Linked DNA regions of Mus musculus: region 2 is linked to region 1. A link is a contact called in public promoter capture Hi-C data. All regions are on one chromosome and are shown on one strand. The core of a region is the stretch at or near the end of the contact, and the rest is flanking DNA. Distances in the headings are between cores, read along the strand shown.

Region 1 (7,666 bases), core at 2,805-5,304:
AGTCACTTGCAGCCTGAGGGTGACTAGGTGAAAGGGCTCTGGGATGCTGACGATAGCCCTGAAGTCTTCTCCAGCAGGCCTATGCATGGGTGGCAGTTAAAGATGTCACATGTCTGCATGGTGAATGGGGAACCACATGGTGTATCAGGACTCTTTACATGCCAGATGTCCCTGTCTCACTAACTGAGGATAACTGCTAATGGTCGAGTGCCCAGACACACTGAATTTGCCTTCTGCCATGGCTGGCTTTCAAAAGTCACGGGCAGCCTCAGTGACCCTGGGAAGTGGGAACAGGCTATTTAGTTTGATTTGACAGAGAAGCCTGTGCCCCAGCAAGGGCAGGTGCTTCCCTTCAAAAGCACCTTGTGCATTTCCCATATTACATCCCCATTCAGGTAGGCATGCTAAGAAACAGTGGCCAGGCAGCATGGAGAAAAGCCAACCCCTGTATCCAAGCTTAGATGGCTTCCCCACCAGGCCTGTATCCCAAAAGTTCCCAGAAGTTCCACAGTCAAGAAGCCGGGTCCCTGACCCCGGGAACCTGTCCTCCCTTCTTGAGTCTGCCGAAGCTATATCATATGCACCTGTCCTGGATGTTTTCCAAATGACAGAGGAACACCAGGTGAGAGAGTGAAGGCACGAGAGCCACATGTGTCCTAGATCATCTCTGGCTGTAGTTATGGGCACCCTAGAGGCTAGAATAGAGTACAAGACTAAGATCTCAGAAGAAAGATCCTGGAGACAGAATCCCATTGTCTTGTGCCATTCAGCTGCCTAAGGCCAAGCCCCAGAAAACCGTCACAAATGCAGCCCATTTTTTGGAATTGGGCTTCTTTGCACACTGGAGGCATAAACTTCATAGTATCCAGTACACCTCAGTTAGAGAAGGACCTCGAAGATCCCGAGGGGCGAGATTCTATGCCTAGCCATCTTTTTGAAGAGATGGTTAACAAGAGCCCAGAGAGAAGGGACTAGCCCAAAGCCACACAGCCAGTCAAAACAAGCCTACATTTTATTTGTTTTCCCTAGAGGAGAAAGTGAATACTTTTAGAGACTTGCTACTTGCTGGGGACCAGAGTTTCAGCTTTCTCAGTAGGATTGGAGATGCAACCAGGAGCCCTGGAGCCATCTATGTGAGTAAGCTCCAGCCTGGAAAGTTGGCTGCAGAAGGAAGGAGGCCCGGCAGTGTGACTACTGTTCGAGTGCTGTTTAGGCTACTGTTAATAATGCTGGTGGCTTCACCGGCTCGCGGGCAGGCTTTGCTCTCCCTGGCTTCTGTTTTCATTACAGCTTCACAGACCTTGGCTTGGCTATGGAGGGGCTCCAAGGTATCTGAAAGATCAATTCATAAGGACAGCTCCCAGATGTGAGCCACGAAGGACACAACTTCTTCTGACCATGTAACCCTCCAGGGAGTAGCCAGGGTTGTTCCTGTTCAGAGACTCAGCTAGAAGCTGCCTTCTATCTGTGTGGCTTTCCCTTCCTACTGGTTTCCTGGAAACACTGGAGACTCAGAAATCCACCCCAGATTCAGCATTCAGGGAGGCCCAAGGTCCCCCCAAGCCCAGAAGACATAGGAACCTCGGAGGATGGCAGATGTGTGGATGCTGTCCCCAGTTGCTCTACCACAGACTGAGTGATGCCAGGGCTGGCTGGGAAGGGCGTGAGTCTGTCCCCGTCCCACCTGCCTCTGTGGCCTCATCAGACCCTGTGTACCCAAGACAGCCACACCCAGGTCCTTCTCCACACCTTCCACCTCCTCCATGGGAACACACACACACACACACACACACACACACACACATAGGTCATCTGTCTGGACAGGATACGGTCCAGAACTTTCCCATTGACTCACACTCATTCACAAAGCAGCAAGCACTGATACAAATAGCAGCTGTGGTTTACTGAACATTTACTCTACGCTTCCTGGGCACGCTTCTTTAACTTTCACAAATGCTTGCCAGCTGGGAGGGCTGGAGCTCACCTTGGTGATGTAAAAAGGAGAAGCAGAGAGGTGGCAGGCCTGGCCAAGCACACACTCCAGTATAGAGGACTTGAATTCAAGCTGCCTGTTGCTAGGTTCCTATGCTCTGCTCCAAAGTCTGCTTTCCACTGAAGTGAGTGAGCCCAGAACTGGCTCCTCTGCATGTCAGACCAGGCCAGACCATGGAGACATTTAGAAGGTCCCTGGGCACTGAGATCAGAAAAAAGAAACTGCCAACAAGATATCAGGGGAGTATGTTGGGCTACAAGCAGAGACAAGGGAAGGCATGGATTATAGGCTACTTCAACGAAGATCCCAGAGCCCAGTGTTCACCCAAGAGCAACAGGGCATATGGTTGCCCAGGAGGGAGGACTTCTCAATGTAGAAGCAAGGAAGGGCAAGAAGGAGCCAGGGTAGGGCAAAGAAGCCGAGGTGGGTAGATGCTTGAGGATGTACGGCCAGAAGGGCAGGCAGGCTTTGGTACTGCTTGCCTTCCTCAAACTTTGGCCCCGTTGAGGCAGGGGGTGCTCTTTGGCACCACCACACTGCCCAACCGCTGGCATCTGCCCTGGCACAGGGTCTCCCGGAGAAAATGAGTCACCAATGTGCTCACTAGTGCCCTGTGTATACGAATGCGTGTGGTGGGGGGTGTGGGGGAATCTCAAACAGCCAGCTTTTTCCAAGACATGGAAAAGAAGGGGGGCGCCTCATCACCCTGGCTCCAGCTCAAAGGGGCGTTTCTTGAGAGGGTGGGCGGTACTATAACTCTGGCCAACCTCTTCTGGGAGCCCTAGAGTACCAGCAAGATGGAAAGGCAAGCCTTGTGCCTGAGATATAGTCCACAGGGCCCCTCTGGACCGCGTTCTCCCACACACACCCACACATAGTGACTGAATCCCTCACTCTTACAACTTCTGCACAAGCTGGGAATCCCAACTGTGGGGTGCCCCTGTGTGCGGGGGCCCCGCCCTGGAGATTCCCGGCCCCTCTCTGGCCACGGTTCCCTCATCTGTACAAGGAGGTTGGACTTGGTGATCTCCCAGGGCCTTTCCGCTCCCACAAGCTGGCTCTCACCCCTTGCTTACTCAGGAGAGGGACAGGAACTGCAGGCTTCCCGGGAGAAGCTGGGAAGTTTGAGGTACGCAGACCCAAGAAGACACATTCACACAGGCAGAGAGGTTAGGAAATGCAGGAACGTGCAGAACCCGAGGCCGAGCCAGGAACAGACACCCGGACCTGACGACCGACAAACTTGATTCACAGGACAGTGGAACTAAAGCCATGCAAGCCCGCGACCTGCAGACACCGAGACTCCCTCCTCCGGCCCCTGCCCCCTGCCTGCCACTCTGAGCACTGCCACTAGACCCCTCTTGGGATCGCTGGTCTGGCTCTGCGCGGACCCTCCCTTGCTGGTCCTAGTCTCAAAAGAGCTCGGCCTGGGGTGCACAGCCCCTGTTAACCCCTGGCGTCCCGCCTGGCGGGAAGCTACAGGAAGCTGACGTTACTCTGCGAGCGTCTGGTGCGGCAGGGAACCCCAGACTCTTGTGCACATCCGAGGTTCAGGAAGCTGAATCGGGGGCAACCCTGGGATTGTACTCACCCCCCGGGTCCTGACGCCGCTGTGCCTCGGGCCCCCCGCGCGAATCCCGTGCCCATGGCAGGCCCCTACTTCATGCTGCGGAGCCCGGGGGGCAAGTGTGGGCGCGCCCCATGGGGCCGCCAGCCCCCCGCCGCGCCGCGCCAGGCCGGCTCAAAGCGCGCTGCCGGCGCACCCCCAGCCCAGTCCTGCGCCCAGGGGCGCCGGAGCAGACGGACAGCACGGCCCCAGCCCGGCGGTCGCCCGCGCCAGGCCCATGGTCCCAGGACTGCCGGAGCCGCGCTCGCCCCTGCCTCGCTCTTTTTCTGCTTCCACCGAAAAGGAAGAAGCAAGAAAAGGCAGGGAGAGAGAGATGATCAAACTTTTGGAGGCGGGCCGCTAGCGGTCTCTGGAGGCAGAGCAAGGCCGGGAGAGCGCGCGCGGAGGGCGGTGGAAGCTGCCTCCCCGCCGGCCTGGGGGAGGAGAGGAAAAGGAAGGATTTGGGGGAAATGAAGGCGATTTAAAGTCTCGGCCCGCCGCAGCTCTCCACCTTCTTCTCCTCCCCGCGCCGGGCCGCCCTCTGCTGCCAACTGCTGCCCCCTGCCGGACGCAGCAAGGGATGCAGCATCGGTTGCCTCGCGCGACCGTCCACCTATCCATCCTGAGGGGGACATCCCACCCCCAGATCTCAAAACAGACTCATGAAAAAGAACCTCCTCCTGGCTACTCATGGATCTATCACAATTGAGATTAGGAATTTACGATTAATGACACTAAGGATCCTCGATAGCGGGCGGTGGGGGAGGAAGGGGGAAAATTCTACTCCTGAGAGGATCCTAGAGATGCAGAAACACAGTTGGGACCTTGACTTGGCATCTACATTTCCACGACAACCATCTGTCTTAACTCCCAACTCTTAGCAGAAACTCTTGCACCCTAGAGCTCCGTGGAAGACCGCTGTGGGTAAGCGTGCTGAATGTGTTCGGCCTTTCTGCATTTTCTCCGACCAGAGACTCCCCGGAATCCCACGCGGCACCCTCTGACACCCAGGCAGATTCTCAAACTCACGAGCACGGCTCAGCCCTGAGACTAAATCTCTAGCTTCTGGCCTCTACAAGGCGATTCATACCACACTCCCGCACACACACTCCCGCAGGCACACTCCAAACACTCACACTCATTCACACGCAGACACAGCCACGCACTGTACTGAACTTCCGCGAAACACCTTTGGATGTCTGGATTCCTGGCGATCTCAGACGCTACGCTCCCAGAGGCAGCCACCCGAGTGCTCACACCCGCACAAAATGCACATGCACAGCGCACACACTCCCACATGCACAGTCCATGCAGCTCCCCGAGTGCACACTCCCCGCTTGCACACGACCCTCTGCGAATGGCAACCACAGGCGTGCATACAGGACCTGCACCCTCTATTGCACATGCATCCACCTTTGCGCACTCCAAACGCCCAGAGCTCCGTGAGTCCCAGGGCACTTACTGGGTCCCCAAGTGTGACGCTGGCCGGTCGGTTCTTAGGCGGGTGCCTAACGGCATCTGTGGTCATGGGTCCCCGCAGCCCCGGGCGCGGGGGCGGGGGTGCAGTCCCCTTCCCTAAAGGCGCACAGGGCGCGACGGCGCCGGGAGGAGCATGGGAGCGCGGGCCTGCGCCACCGGCCCGGTCCCCCTGCGCTGCAGCCGCGGCCACTCCGCGTGCTCCGGCTCCAGCTCGAGCTCCGGGTGCGGGGGGTGGCTCATAGGTGCTGAGGCCGCGACAGACGCCGGCCCTTTTGAAGTCTCCGCTGGGGGCGGAGAGGGGGGCGCTGAAGGCGGCCTTTTAAATCGAGGCTGCACGCGGGCACCGTCAAGCAAGGTGTCTGGTTTCAGCAAACTTTCGGAAAAGTCCCAAGTCGGAGTGGGGGAGGGCTCCGCCGAGCTGTACGAGGCATCCTGCAGGGGGCAGAGCACCCGGGGCTGCTGGGGCCCCCCGCGCACCCCCCCCCCCCCCGCCTCCAGTCTGAGTGCTTCACCTTCCTTCACAAGAACACCCGATGCTCTGCACTGATTGCCCGTGTCTGTGCCTGAGAAAGGGCCGCGGGTCTTTCTCGAATTTTCCTAAGTTCACAGCTTCGAAGGTAAAGTATTCCCTGCCCAATCACAGCTGCTGTGTGTTTCTGAGCTGCATACTTTGTGCCAGGCACATCCTGTCTTTATTTACATTTTTTTGGTATTTCGTTCATGGGTTGTTTTTTTTTTTTTTTTCCTTCTTTTTTATTTTTTGCCTTAGAGGCTTTTAAAGGCATTGCATTTAAGTGTTGGGTATCTCTCTTACTTTGTTTGGCACTCTTCGATATTTATCTCCATTACTGAGGGACTTGGTGACCAGTAATATTTTGCATCTTTTCTCTTCCACACTGAGGGCCTCTATGCTACAGGAAAAGAGATATGCGATTATCTACGCTGGAGAGAAGGTTGATCACGCTGGTAAGTGGTACAAGGGCCACTGAACTCAGTGCCAGACTCTCAAGACTTGTGTCACTTCTTCCTTCTTGCTTCTTCCTTCTTGCCCATTGCTGCTGTCAAACATTCCTTTGTCCTTCTTCAGCACTCACCTGATGTAGCTGCTCCACTCACAGCCACACTTATCCGCACATCACAGTGCTGTCACTGTCCTGATGCCTCTATAACCCCATCGCCAGCCTGGAATCTGGGACATAATCAGTGCTCCAAATATTCCAGCCCAAAGAAGCTGTAAAACAAAAGGGGGATAGGGCTCCTACAGTATGCAAGCCTCTGCTTGGGAAGTGAGCCACTGTTAATGGATAGGGACAAAGAAATTACACGTGATTCTGAACACATATAAACTGTAACACAAATCAGAAAGAGCAACTTAGGGTAGAGAGGCACATCTGGATGGGTGACTCCACTCTCACTTTATCATGAACTATTCCTGTTCTTGTCCTCTGCCAATAGTACAAAGATAACAGAGATAATAAAGGAAGACTGTGATAGGGGCTTTTAACGAAACACATGGATCAATCGAATTGTCAAGCTGACTCAGAGGATAACTAGAATCCCAGGAATGTACCCAGGAGGAGGTGGTGTTTAGAACCTGAAGGATGTTAGCTATGCCTATAGCTGTGGAGAAAGGATATCTTCCATGGAAGAATCATAGGAACGTATGGTGGGTTGCAGACTGGCCTTGAAAACTGTGTGTGGCAAAGAAAATAAAGTCTCCAGGTCTCTCCCCTGTGAGGACGCAGGTGTCCAGGCAAGAAGACACTTCCTCAAAGATAGCTCACTGACCAGTGGTGGCACCAAAGCCTTTCCAAGTCTCCCCTATGTGGTCTTTAAATACAGTGCTAGTGTCAAGAACCTAACAGCCCCAAAGACACATAGGAAACTATTGGAGGTCTCAAAAGATTGAAATGTGTCCATCCGGGCTTCACTGTGCCTATGCAGAATGTAGGTTCATGGAGCTCAATCTTCCCGAGGTCTTTTGCACTAGGGCAGATCTGACTGCTTCTCTGCCTTAGACTCAGTTCAGTAAATGGCAGTAAGGGCCTGCTGAACTTTGCTGAGTAGCCTGTAGGCTTCTGGGAGCCACAGTCGTCTGGAAGAGGCATGGAAGGGCACTGGCACTGAGACCAACAGAGAAGAGACCCTGCTTCTTCATTCATTCTGCCACACAGGCGAGTGACATACAGCCGGTGACTAGGTATGCACTACTGAGTGCCAAAGACAGCGAGCCGTTGTCCCTGTGAGTGGGATAAGTCACTCACAGACATCCCTCACTCAGGTGGCATCTCTGAGGTCATAAGTCTGGAAATGGGGTAAACTTGCTGGCAGGCCTGTATAATAGACATGGTCAGGGATGAGGCAGAAGATGCGAACTCCTGGCTCATAGATTGAAACTGGAACTCAACAGTGTCCCAAGTGAGCTCACAGAAGGCACTCACCAAATGCCTACAAACAAACCACAGACATGAGACTATGGATCACATTTGGTTATGGGCCAAACTTTCTTTAAGGATCCACCATGCACCAGGCGTGACTCTTATTCTTGGGGTGCTCTTGACCTGGGGAGGAGTTCCAGCAAGGAGACG
Region 2 (7,666 bases), core at 3,205-5,704, 1.9 Mb before region 1:
AAGAACTCCCAACATGTTTTCTTGGTGGATGAGAAAGTTGGAGCCGGGAGGAGCCAGCTAGATTGCTCAAGGGCACAGTTGGACAAGGACAGAGGTAACCTGGCTACTGACAGGTCATTGTGACAACTGAAGCATTCTACATCCTAGATGGGGAGCTCCAGCTAGTTATGGAGAAGGCTGTGTTTGTGTGTGAACTTCTGGTGAAGCTTCTGACTTTCTGAAGGGCTGAGTGAGAAATAAATGATCTACAGAAGAGAGGAAGAAAGGAGTTCTTGAGAGTAATCAGCAAACTTTATTTCAACACTTACAACAAAAGGAAAAGGACCTGCCAGCAGAAATGCTAGTAGGACTAGGCTTTAAACCCCATCTCCTTAGGAACTGGAACTCTTCCCTAATGGAAGGGGATTGAGAATAGGGTAGGATGAGGGCAGCGCTTGTGGGGGACACTTTTCAGGTCAGGAGAAGCTTCAATAAGGGGTCTGGATCTGTTGGATGTAGTACAAAAGCAGAGATGTGTCAGAATACACACAGGTACACACACACACACACACACACACACACACACACACACACACTCATACACACCATGTACTACCTGGATGGTGGGACTGTATGAGATAAGAGGAGCCTGTTTATGAGACTTCTTTCTGCCAGGTAGTGGGTGAGGTCTGGAAATAGGAATGTCAGAGGTTAAGTTCTAGTTCTTGCCCCTGAGCTCTGCCATTCAGTACACCCTCTGGTCCTCTATGGATCTCTTCCCATTGGCCTGAATGACTACTGATATATAGCTCATAGTAACCTTTGGCAGACCCAGGAGAATCATGCCCTCCAACGCTTTCTAACTGTGGCTTTGAATTTTCCTCACCAGCTACTGTTTTGTGTGTGTGTGTGTGTGTGTGTGTGTGTGTGTGTGTGTGTGTGTATTCACCTTGCCTTTCAGAAAAATAAAAGGCATATTTTCTTCAGAATCCTGCTTCTTCTCCTTGCCTTTCTCAGTGACTTTCTCAATCAGTGTCCATGAAGTGAAGTTTGAACCCAGGCACAAATAGAACCAGGGGCAAGCAGATCTGGGAACTCTCCCGCCTACCAGGAGCTGCAAGGCTCTGCCTCTGCCAGACGACAGACCTGGTTAACAGCACCGTAAAATTAGACCTTTACGAAACCCAATTGAGTCGTGCAGTCTAGTGATGTAAGGCAGGCTGGCCTGAGAGAGAGGCAGCAGCCCTGGGCCTGAAATAGCAGTTGCAAACCATGCTGAGCTATGACTGCTCTGGAGATCAGTGACCAGGGATTCCTGTGAAAGTGGTGACACCCAGCCGGAGAAAGCTAGCAGAGACCAGGCAGCCAACTGGGCACCTGAGGTCACGCAGACAGCCTGAGGCTGAGCCTTGTCACCCACTTCGGGAGTTCTGACTCTTACAGCCCTAATTTAACTACGGATGGGGGGGGGAATTAAAAACGTACTTTTAGAAAAAAAAAAAAAACCTTTCTGTTTGTTTGCTTTTTTAGTTCAAGGAGAAGCAGGCTCTCTTTAGACCCACAGTATGCTTCGTGTGGAGGATAAGGCCGAATAAGTCTTTTCTGGCTCGCTGCCAGGTGTTTACACACTGCCAAATCTGGCTCGGATTCAACTAGGGGAGGGGGGGGAACCGACCAGATTCTCCGGGGAACAGCTTCCAGGCTTTCTGGGGCTACATGGCAGTCGTGCCGTTTATTTATTAATTTATCTACTTACTGTTTTGTTTTTGTTTTTTTCTTTCTTCCGTTTTGTGAGGAATGTTATTTCCACGCATAAAATGAACCAGGCATTTTATAGGAGCAATAATAACCTAGCATCACCGATCCAATGAAAGTATTTTACTGCAACAATTGTGCGAGTCGATTACGTACACGTAAGTCTTCCAGAGACCAGGAAGGGAGAAAGACCTTGGTCTGAAACACTTAGAAGCCTGTGCAAATGCAAATGCAATCCCGTGAGACAAAGATTTGTATGCATGTATATATTAAATGCACCCACTATCTTTACAACCCCGGGCTTTCCTCTCTTGGGGGATCCCTTCCGAATCATCCACACAACAGGTAGAGCAGCAAAACCAAACCTACCCATCTCTTAACCACTTTCAAGCAGCAAACCGCTGTGCTTTGAAAGTGAAAACACTCAGACACACTCAGACACACACAAACACACACACACACACACACACACACACACACACACAGAGAGAGAGAGAGAGAGAGAGAGAGAGAGAGAGAGAGAGAGACCTGAATTATCATCATCTTCATGACTATTTTGAATCTTGTCTCTCGTTACATGTTGTACCCTCCTCTGGCTGACAAGGGTTTGGGAGCTGAAAGTGAATGCGCTCCGTTTCCCTCTCCTTTTCGGAGGGAGGGGGTGGTGGTAGCGATGACGTCAGTTTTGTGTGTGTGTGTGTGTGTGTGTGTGTGTGTGTAGTCGTTCTCACTCTCCTTTGGTAGCTGGGAAGTGGGAGCTTTGAGGATACATTTGAGTGGCATAGTAGCAGAGTTTGGGTTCCCTGAAGGGGACTTCGGTAAATGGGAGAGTCGGTGCAGTGTTCAGAAAGGTTTATGCCAAGGCAAAACAGCCGCAGACTGCCTGAGAGCGGTGTGTAAGGGGTGGGATCACGAAACCCTCTACTCGCTCCCAGGTTGCAGCGAAGGGGGAACCCCTAATATAGCTTTAAGGCGTCCCAGGACACGGCAAGGTTGTTTATGCAGTGAGGGAATCTCCCAGACAGAAGAGGCAAAACTTTCCTTCTCTCCTGCGCCGCCCCCTCCACCACCCCTCGTTTTATTAAAGGCATTTCCACAGATTCATTTAGAAGGGAAAATGAATGTTGAGGCGTTTGGAAGGTTTGCAGCCCTCGCAAAGTGTCCGGTTTCACTATGGGCTTTGCTGTGGAGCAGCGAAGGGGAGAGAGGGAGGGTGAGGAGGGAGATCTTAAATCTAGTATGGGCTCATAAAAGTCCCCAAAGAGAAAAGCGCCCCATTTCTCAGCCGAGTCTGGGGTAGGCTGTCAGAGGTGCGCTAAGAAGGTCTGACCCAGCGGTGAATGACAGGCAACGGGCTTTAAAAGCAAGGACCCAGAGAGGCAGTGTGGGTGGCTATGGTGGTGGTGGTGGTTCCCAGAGGCAAGCTTCGGGCAGAGAGCAACTTTGGGGTAGTTATAGGACTTCTAAGTCTGGCAATCAAAACTACCTGCCCCATGCCTACTTTGAGGGTAGCCAGGCTACTGGAGAATTGCGTCTATGGAAAAGTAAAGAGAAATGAACCGTTTCCTACACTTCTTTCACACGCAACCCATCTGGGTCCTGTACCCTTTTCTCCCATACCCGGACAGAGTCTCTCTGTACATCCCCAGCACCACTTAAGTATTCTGGGTTCCCGGGGGATCAGCTATATCCCTAGCTCCTGGTCTTGGACCGGCGAGGAGCTCCCGAGTGCAGCTCCCCAGAGGCCGGGCAGCATCCTTTCTCAGCGCGCCCATTCCGCAGATGGGTTAAAGAGAGTCTCTCTTCCTTACTCCCTGTGCTGCTCCCGGGACGGCTCCCGCAGACCCACCCGCCACCTGCACCCCAGACATCCGCAAGAACCCAGGAGGGGCCTGCAGAGACCCGCAGGGTGGTCCGCCAGACAGGGGGGACCCCTTTCTCCTTACCTGTGATCACTGCTGGAGACTTCTGGCCACCCTCGGCTCGCAGCCACACTTGCAGTGTAAAGGCGTCGCGGGGTAGCTCCAGGTCGGCCCGGAGGCGCAGCTGCTCCCCTCGCCCGCTGAAATAGAGCGCCCGGCTAGGCGGGCTCGGCTCCTCGGCGCCCCTCGCCGCCCGCTGCTGCCGCCGCCGGGGGACGCGCACGGCTTCCCAGGCACCGCCCGGAGGCGGCGGCGGCGAGGCGCGGCGACCGCGGGCCGCCCGGGTGGCGCAGGTGGCCGGTCCAGCGGCGGGGCGCGGGGGGCGCACGGCCCGAGGGTCTCTTCGGACCCGGCGGGGGCGCTCGGCCAGCCCGCAGCCCAGCGCGGCGCTCAGCAGCCCCAGGCGCAGCACCCAACTCCAGAGCCGCATGTCCGACGGTCCCCCCCGCCCCCCCTGCGCCCCTGCACCGCCGCCCGGAGCTGCCAGCTTTAGCTCGCACTACTATTTGCCTCCTTTCTCGTGCGAGCCCCCCTTCCACTTGCTTTTTTCTTTTCTTTCTCGCTTTCCTCCTCAAGGTGTGTGCTCCACTCCCCCCACCTTTCAAAAATACAGTCCAACTCCTCCTGGTTGGCAATTAATTTCTCTCCCCGCTCCTTTATCTGCCTTATCCCCCCTTCTAACAGCTGGATGCCTTCCTCCTTGTTTTATTTCATTTTATTTTATATATTTCTAGCTCTTAAAAAAAATCTCCTCTAACACACTGGTCGGCTGAATTCCCTCCCTCCCCCCAAGATGCTCTCATTTATTTATTTTTTGCGTCCTTTATAACACAAGCCACAGCCCCCTTCTCCCCCCCGCCCCCTCCCCTCCCTCCTTCTTCACGAAATGAAAGGAAAGAGGGGGAAAAAATCCCTTAGAAGACGAGTAAACAAGCGTGTGCTAATCTGTTCGCCAGCACTCCACCTTCCCAATTGAATGAGTCCCTGTTCAAACTGCGGGGATCATGACCAATCAATCGGTTTGGAGAGGCCGATCCACCCAGCCTTCCTCTACTTTGCCGTTTGTCTCCTTTCCTTCGGTTCAGCTTCTCCACCCCCTCTTTCTTCTTCTACTTCTTCTGTTTTTAAGAAGACAATCTTAAAGTAACAATTTAATGAAATTCTGTACACACCCCCTTACGGTCCTCCCTGCTCTTCGCATTCCGACTCAAAACACACGTTCTGGTTTGTTTTGTTTTGCTTTGCTCCCTTTACCCCCGCCCCTTATTTTTATTTTTTATTTTGCCTCGTGGCGGGAGAGAAAAATCTGTCTTTCAGGGTCTCATTTGCCCTTTGCTGTTACATGTCTCTCTTTTCACAATACACAAAGCGTTGAAACTTGATTTTCAGATTCTTTTTCATCTTCTCTGCCTCCCTCCCTCTTTCTTTCATTCTCCCACTTTTCTTCTTGTTCTCTGTCCCCCTCCCTTCACCTCCCTCTCCCATTTTTCTCCTCCTTGCTCTCTCTGTCTCTTTTGCCTTTCTCCTTCTCCTCTCACCACATTTTCTTAAAGTTATACTGTAGTAAGTTGGTTCTCTCTTCCCTGAGACCCCAATGCTAACCTTCGCGCTTCAGCATACCAAAGTCAATTCCCAAATCCGTATAGATTGAACAGAGCATCAGAGAACTGTTTGCAGGGCATCTCCCTTGGAGATACAGTGGACCAGTGCTATGTCCCCCATCATTGCCCCTGAACAATCCTACATCATTCAGTTGACTGTTAGATATACTTTTTGTTGAATATAAATGGTAGGAAAATATGAATTTACCCAATTTCAGCTTAAAAACAATCCAAGTTCTCCTAATGTTGGCCAAGCACAGGTAAGCAGGTAACAGTCTGCTGCCCCTGTGGCTCTACGTTTTGAACTGAAATATATATATATATATATTCATTCCTTTCCCCCTCTTTATGGAACTCAAAAGCTCCCCCTTATGGCAAAACAGCTCTCTTTCCCTCGAGTGTTTAATAAGTCAAAATGGGTTAGCCATGGTGGTTTAAATTTATTAGTTCTTTGCTAGCCTGTCCAAATAGTATCTCTATAAAAAGATGTCATTCCAGGTAGAATTTATGGTGGAAAACTGAGGTGAAGTTGACGCTACTAATTATTGACTTGCTCTCCCGTGGTGTTCCTATCCTACGGGCTGTTCCAGATCCTTCCTCAGAGTTAGGATCTTTGCTACATGCTCCAGGGAGGAACAGAACCATCGGAGCATATTTGCTGGTAAACAGATAAAGATTTGTAAGATGACAGATGACTCAGATCTCCACCCACCCCACCCCCCATAAAAGCTGAAATGTGGTAAGCAGGAATCATGGCACTATTCTGCAAACCAGCTATCCCAGATTTCTGTCCTCCTGGTCAGGGAAGAACTTGCTATGTAGCATCAGGCTAAGAGTTCTGGAACTCAAGGTCTCTACGTATAAAGAGATGCCCATCTTCCATCCTCCATTCTATAGAGACCTGATGGAAAGAAAAAAAAAATACTGTGCATAATGCCATAGGTTAAAAACTTACCCCCTACCCCACAAATCTCTCACGGTCTACAACTTTGATTCACCTATACAAACTAGGATGTAGTCCTCAAAGAAGGAAAAAGATGGGGGGTGAATTGCATAAACACTGTCATTCAGTACTTCCCCCCCATGATATTTGGAACACCACCCCCCACCCCCGCAAATAATATTTGGAACATGACTACTGCTCATTTCAGTTATGACAATTAGGTATTTGGAGACTGTATTTCCAGAGGCTTTTAAGCCATTGTGTACAATAATTTTAGTATTTGTAGACATTTAGAATTTCATCCACTTTCCAACCAGGAATGAAATAGGAGGCACATCAATTTCCAATGCACATGCACTCACCTGGTCTTCCTCTGAACCATTTCACTGTAACCTTCCATTCAGACCTCTTTACAGTGAGAGTGTATACTTTACAGCTTATTCTGAGTACAAAACCTCCTGAACTGTAGATTTTCTCTATGAGCACCATGTACTCCTCTGTTCCCATCAAAGTCAAAGTGCTCCTTAGGTCCCTAAATAAAAAAATTTCTTCCCCTCTGGAAGTGGAGGAAGGAAAGAATAGACATTATAGGTTGTTTTGCTCTTTGACCCCAATCCCTAAATGCATTGAGAATGTTTGCTAAAGCCTTTTACTGACATATTACTAAATGTATAATTACTGGGCAGCTAGATGGTACAGTAGGTAAAAGGTCAAGTCGGCTAACCTGAGTGGAATTCCTGGGACCCACAATGGTGAAAGAAGACTCAACTCTTGCGACTCTAGTGTTTTATCTGCCACATATAAACCATGGAGTCCACCACCCTCAGCAAATAAATAAGTAAAATAAAATTTTAACCATATAACTACCATTTCCCCTCGCCTGTCTTGGAGGCTACTCTTACTCTGTGCGCACATGGATTTGCTTGTTTTTATGCTGGAGTCTCATGGATGAATCGCACACTGTGCATGATAGGCCATTCAAAGCAATGGCTTACACATGGCCTCTGTATTGGCTTACATTTTAAATAATGATTCATCATGTAGTGCTCTCCTGTTAATTAATCATGTAGTCTCTTGTGGATTTTTTTTCTCATTTTTATCTTTCCATTTCTCCCCCTTTTAAGTACCAGAAACTGAATTCAGTGCTTCCCACATGATAGCTCTGCTAGTACTCTACTGCGGGGATAGTAGATCCCATTTAGTCTTGTCATAGCTACCCAGTCCCTGGTTCCCTTCTCAGGGCCTCCTAAAGTTTCTGAGGAAACTTTTGGTACCAAACCCCTTCTTACTCTGTACTTTTAATCCTTGGAACAAACTCCCTCAACGTGCATCTTGTCTGGAAGTAATTGAAAGCTCTCTATGTAATCCAGAAGTCTACAGTGTTCTGGAAGTTAGAGTAACACTTTTGAGACATAAGTGCGTTTGAATGGGTAAATTGTGGCCCAAAGTACTGGTTTCAGAGACAC

The links. Promoter capture Hi-C pulls out the DNA fragments that hold promoters and counts their contacts.
Region 2: a promoter capture Hi-C map of embryonic stem cells shows a contact between it and region 1. The contact joins the promoter of Pappa here to the promoter of Col27a1 in region 1. A contact is called at or near these places in 2 of 39 promoter capture datasets (cranial neural crest and embryonic stem cells).

What each region holds. Positions count from the first base shown.
Region 1 is chr4:63,211,800-63,219,465 of GRCm38.p6, reverse strand. Col27a1 (collagen, type XXVII, alpha 1) reads right to left here and starts at 4,054. Exons shown (of 61, transcript NM_025685.3): 1 at 3,585-4,054. The coding sequence starts at 3,640.
Region 2 is chr4:65,120,962-65,128,627 of GRCm38.p6, reverse strand. It overlaps Pappa (pregnancy-associated plasma protein A), which reads right to left and starts at 4,454. Exons shown (of 22, transcript NM_021362.1): 1 at 3,681-4,454. The coding sequence starts at 4,086.